Regions from separate parts of the Mus musculus genome. Here region 1 is linked to region 2. The links are chromatin contacts, called in public promoter capture Hi-C maps. All regions are on one chromosome and are shown on one strand. Each heading gives the region's core, a stretch centred on a gene start, on an enhancer-like site or on the middle of the called end of the contact. The rest is flanking DNA. Distances are from core to core; before and after follow the strand shown. Region 1 holds the start of Copb2 (coatomer protein complex, subunit beta 2 (beta prime)). Region 2 has its middle 5.6 kb from the start of Gm33357.

Region 1 (2,700 bases), core at 134-2,633, 1.3 Mb before region 2:
AGCTCCTTCTCTCCACACCATATGTATTTGGGAATACGGGAGGAACAGGTAGTATAGATGAGGTCCACAGTCTTGCTAGAAGCCTCAGCTGCAGCGCTCATGTCAGACACATGGTAGTAAGTTTAATTAACACCCAAGGTTTGACTTGTATAACAGGGATAATAATAATATCTCTCTTAGCATTCTGAGAATTAAAATCAGAGTTCAGTTAGAGCAGAGCACGGCTTATAGTAACCACCATAAACATTACTCATAATTATCCACAGGCTGCGGTGACAATCAGCTGGTAAATGTTTAGCAAAATGCAGGACAGTGAAATGCTCCTATGGTGAGTGAGCAAATAAATAAAGTCATGTTTTGTACTTTTTACTCGAGACTTAAAATACAGCCATCTTTTAGTATCTCTGCACATGGTTCCAGTATCCTCCACCAAATCAAAACGCTCACGTTCAGTTATTTAAGTGCTTATAATTTACCCATCACTCCTGGTCATCTCTAGATTAGTTAGAACACCGATACAGGGGTCAAAGTTGTAAAGAGTCGTTGTATACTATGACAGCACATGTTCACACAACAGTTTTCCTCAAATGTCTTCCACCGAAAGCTGGTTCAATGTGTGGGTATGGAACTCACAAACATTGAAGAAGGAAAGTCAATTTTTAATTGACTATTAAAAATATGTCTCAAAACTAAGTTAGGCAGATCTCAGGGCCTTCCCCAAAAAGGTCATCCTCTGTGTGCACAGAAGGCCCAATCAACATCAACTAGAAAACGACGAGCTGGGCTGCCATAGCATTTGAAATTTCACCTCTGGCTCCATATACATTTAACTTTGTTTAGTTCTGGTTTTCCTCTGCTTAAGTTTGCAATGTGGTGCCTGCACACTACCAAACACCTCACGCAACCTGGAAGGTGGGTTAGCAAGCACCACCCTCAATGACAGAATAAAGTGACTTGGTCAAAGTTGCCTTTGGCATCCGAGTCCTGACTCTAGCATTTACTTGCACTACCGGACCCGGTGCAGACTGCAAGGGCACTGACAGGCGCCCTGACCGCCCTGAGAGTCGGGGGCGCCGCTCCTTCGCGGGTACCCAGTTACACTACTGTGTCACCACGGCAGCCTCCCGGTCTGGCCTTCTTCCTCCCAGGACGCCAACGGGACAGGAGGACCCCGTCAGGCCGCAGCAGTAGCAGCGCAGACCGCTTCTAGCTACTGCTCCTAGCCAAGAAGCCCCGGGAACCCGCCGCAGCCGGTGGGCTCCACTCTCTGTCCCCTGAGGCCCGACTTACCATGGCTCCGACTGTCCGAGCGAGCCCCTGCCCGTCACAGGCTCAAGGCGACACACTCAGGAACCCACCGACCCGTGGACCGGCCAACCCACTGACGTGGAACTTCCGGGAAGCGACTCTCGCGGTACTCGGAGCCAGGCTCTGCGCCTGCGCACACCCTCCGTAAGGCGGTCCGTGCATGGTCCCGCCCCAGTTTCCTAGGTAACGCGGACTTCCGCGTCTCCCGCTGCTGAGCTGGCTGATGGAGTGTATTGCTGTGGCCAGAGTTGGGCGGTGACTAGCGGCGGTCTGGGCTGCTCACCTTCGGTCAGTTTCAGAAAGGCAAGAAGATGGAGCGCAGTGCTGGATTCCTGCTGAACGTCGGCAGCAGTGGAGGGGCCCGGAAGCGCTATCCGAACAGCGTGAGCCTCTGGCAGAGAAAAGAAAGCTCTAAAACTGTGTACTCCAGCGGGCTCCGGAACGGGGCCCAGAGCGGTGTCTGGGTCTTGGGTGAAACCGACCGAGGCGGAAAAGATGTGGGCGCGGCTCCCGCCTTTGAGGCTCCGAGGAGCCCTGAGATCTTGGTTCTGGAGGCTCCCGGAGGCAGTCGGGTGATTACCCTTCAAAGAGCATCCACCGGGTCGTTTGTTTGGCTATGTACCTTCAGTTGGTGGTACTGCCACATCACGTAGGAGTCGTCTCCGTTTTATTGATTGGAAATGTAAGACTCAAAGAACTCAGGTTTACTGGCCAAGATGGCATAGTAAGTAGTGTTGTTAAGATCTGGGCTCAGGGGAGAATACGCCCTGGAAGCCCAGTGCTCTATCTGCTATGCCAAAATAGCTCTTTAATAAATTAGTTGAATTTCAAAAAAATGATTGCCAGGAAAAGTGCAAATACATTGTGTATCGATTTCACACACCTTTTAAAAAGATAATGCTATGAAACAAATGGAAGTTGCCCTTAGCTCCTTATAAACCTCTAGTTGGAGAAAAGCCTAGGTTTCCAGAAAGGAATTGTATAGCCTGAGAGAAGTAAGGGTGAGTTTTCATTAGGTAGTGCCTGGCTCTTGGGAGATTTATAGGCCTCAGTTTTTCATATACAAAAAGTCAGATAGTTTTCAAAGATCCATTTTTACTATTCTGTCAGTAAAAACAAATTTTCTCTCAGTAATGAGATTTTTACATAATTGACATGAATAATCACATAATCGCATACTGTAGCGCAACCAATTGCAAGAATTAGTTGAAACTTTTTAAAATGTGAACTATATCTAGTGTGGAGAATAGCTGGGCTTCTATTATTTTTGATTCCTTAATTCTCTTTGCATTTTTAATTTGACACAGTATCAATAAATATAAAATAAAATAACATCTCCATTCCACAGAACCTGTTGATAATACTTAAATCTATATAACACCTGTAGTTTAC
Region 2 (2,700 bases), core at 56-2,555:
CATTTCCCAGGCAGCCCTCCTTCAGCCACATGGCAGGGCTCAGGAGCCCTCCCAGAATTAACTCTAAGTAGGTTCATCTCTGTATGACTGACCAAAAGGCCCACTGTGGACCCTGATCCCTTCAGAGAGAGGCCTGGGAAAGCTGTGTAGGTTTGTCCAGCCCCACAAAGCTTGACCAGTACTAACCTAATCCCAGAGTTTGACCACTACTAAGTTAGAAACTCGAGCAAGTTATTTAACCTTGTTTTTCCCCATATGGAAAATTCAAAAGGCACCTCCAAGGGTTTAGTTGGGGAAACTAAATGAAGAACATATATAAAATGCATAACACAGTGAACACTACACATCAGGCACTCGATAAATGTGCTGTTATTAATGCTATTTCTAGTAATAATAATACAGTCACACTGCTAGTTTATAGATTATGATCTAAAGTCATAATCTATAGCTTTCTGAGAGCAAGAGTAATGACCCACATGCTCTCCCTTTTTATGCTTTACTATTAAACATCTCCCAGCCCTTTGAATATGGAGCAAACATGTTTTACTATGCTCTCCAATATCCATAAATATCCATGAAGTGCTTGCTATGTGCAGGAAACAACCCAAGCTTAAGAAGTGTAGCGGAACCCCAGGGGAATCACTTCTCAGAGAGGAATCAAGAAGCAACAGGCAAGCAAAAGTGGACAGGCTAGGCCTGGTGCTACCTACTGTGAACCCAGAGATCCAGAGGCCAAGACTGGGGAGAGAGGAGTCATGAACTCACATCTAGGCTAGGTTACATAATGAAACCTCCAGCTTTCCAGAATGTGGAGACAGTAAAGGTCCCAAGGCAATGATGGGAACTGGTCCTTGAAAGATTGGTAGGACAAGGACATGTTGGGGATGATACAGAGGTTGGCAGGCAGGAACCTGGGGAAGAAAACATGGGGACTTAGGCTGGGGACCCTTCCTCCTTTTGCCCCCAGTTGCCTTTGTGGCAGCCACCAAGATGCTACACTGGGGCTAGAAAGCTCCCTGGACTCTGTAGTTCTGAAAATAGGCTCCCAAGATCTCTGTAGGAAGTTCAGCCTGCGAGCTTCCTTCCCTTCTGTAAGAAACGGTCCCTGCCAGCATGGGAGGCCCTTCTCAGTCCACAGAGGGAAAGAATGGTCTTGCAAGTTTGCTTTCTGGAACATTTTCATCATTCTCATTAGCTGCAGCTTGGTGTTAATCCCTGGTTCTGAGCTAAGAACTAGCCTCACAGACAGGTGGGTGGAGTTTGCGTTCAATTACCAGTTCCCGGCAATTCTGTCCTCTCAAAGGGCTCTGTGGACTTTCCTGGAACTATGGCGCCATCTCATGGCTCTTAAGTCTCTATTTGAAAGGTTCTCCTTCAAACACATTTCAAGAACTGGGCAGAGAACTCAGGGCTTGCTGGCCGGAAAGATTATAAGCCCTGGTGTCTGGATTCATCCAGCTTACACACACACATACACACACACACACACACACACACACACACATTTGGGGAGGAAAGGGGTTGCCCTTTCTGAACCCAGTGCTGGACTCAGGGTCTGCAGAACGGGATTGCAGGGTCTATTGTGGCAACTGGGACCCTCATCTAATGCTTCATGTCAGCACCTGTCACTGTCTTCACAAGATAAGCCAATCAACATTATAACATGGCCTGGGAAGGGGTTCATGACCCCACCCCAAATGAGGAGTGATGGACAGTTGATAAGTTCTGGGGGAGGGGGAAGGCAACTCAGTTTTCTCTAAAGGAAAGGCTCCTTGTAGATCCACCGTCATCCACACCCATAAGTATTGACACAGCACAAATTGAGCCGATGGTTTATTGTTGTTGTTTTGTTTTGTTTTTATGGCAGGAAGTCAGGAGGTAAGGAGATAGAGAAAGAACTAGAAGGAGTTACAGGCAGCAGTGGGGGTGAATCTGACCAAAATACACCATATGAAATTTCCAAAGAATTAATAAAATATTTTTAAGTGTCCCTCTCATGGTCAGCAAAGACCAGTCCTGGCCTTGCTCATTCGGTCAATGCAGACTTGCCATTGGACTCTACACGCAAGATGCACACACTTCAGCCGGAGATTAGAAATGTTTAGGGGCCTTACTTTGCACGACCAGCCACAAGATAAGAAAACGTATCCGCTGCATAGACCGTGTAGCCCTCTAAGAATAGCAGAGTCCTGCTCAAGTCGGGTAGAGGGAGGAAAGGAGTTGCAAAGGCAGCAGAAGCGGCAAGCGAGGGAGCAACAGTAGTTATTCCTGCAGGAGCGGGATTTTAAGAGGAAAAAGGGGGGGCGGCAGTCTGTGCTAGGGTGAGCTGGTAAGACCTGATTGGACCAGTTGGCCAAATAATGAATTTTGATTGTTGGACCTTCATGTTTAGTCTCAGAAATTAGCCAGTGGTCGAACAAGGCAGTGGACCTTGGGACCTAACTTTGGGAACGTAATCTAACAGTTTTTAACCAGGGGGAGAAGGATGAGGAGCAAAACTTGTTAGTGCCGTGTTTGCCATGCTCAGAACTACTAGAGCCCCTCACAGACCCTAGGCAGGGTGGGTGTTATGAAGCAATTTCCTCCAAGATACCTTGGGAGGAAGATAATTAAGACACAGGAAGTTCTGAAGGGAAGTGACACTTCCCACCCTGCAGGGAAGTTCCTTAAGCTCAGGAAGGAAACAACTAAGCCTCCAGA

What was found. Promoter capture Hi-C pulls out the DNA fragments that hold promoters and counts their contacts.
Region 1: a promoter capture Hi-C map of hippocampal neurons shows a contact between it and region 2, with 14 times the contacts expected there. The contact joins the promoter of Copb2 here to the enhancer-like site in region 2. A contact is called at or near these places in 8 of 39 promoter capture datasets (the SN4741 cell line, cranial neural crest, embryonic stem cells and 5 more) and 2 of 115 datasets of contacts at active chromatin or transcription factors (embryonic forebrain and extraembryonic endoderm stem cells).

The regions. Positions count from the first base shown.
Region 1 is chr9:98,562,414-98,565,113 of GRCm38.p6, reverse strand. Copb2 (coatomer protein complex, subunit beta 2 (beta prime)) reads right to left here and starts at 1,383. Exons shown (of 22, transcript NM_015827.2): 1 at 1,291-1,383. The coding sequence starts at 1,293. It overlaps 4930579K19Rik (RIKEN cDNA 4930579K19 gene), which reads left to right and starts at 1,503. Exons shown (of 1, transcript NR_029444.1): 1 at 1,503-2,654.
Region 2 is chr9:97,296,341-97,299,040 of GRCm38.p6, reverse strand. No RefSeq gene overlaps it. Among named protein-coding and RNA genes, the nearest start is that of Gm33357, 5.6 kb to the right of the region's middle. Within about 2 kb of position 1,305, at least 3 of the 459 cell types and tissues checked have an H3K27ac peak or open chromatin away from gene starts, as enhancers often do. A contact at or near this core is called in hippocampal neurons, where this site is marked.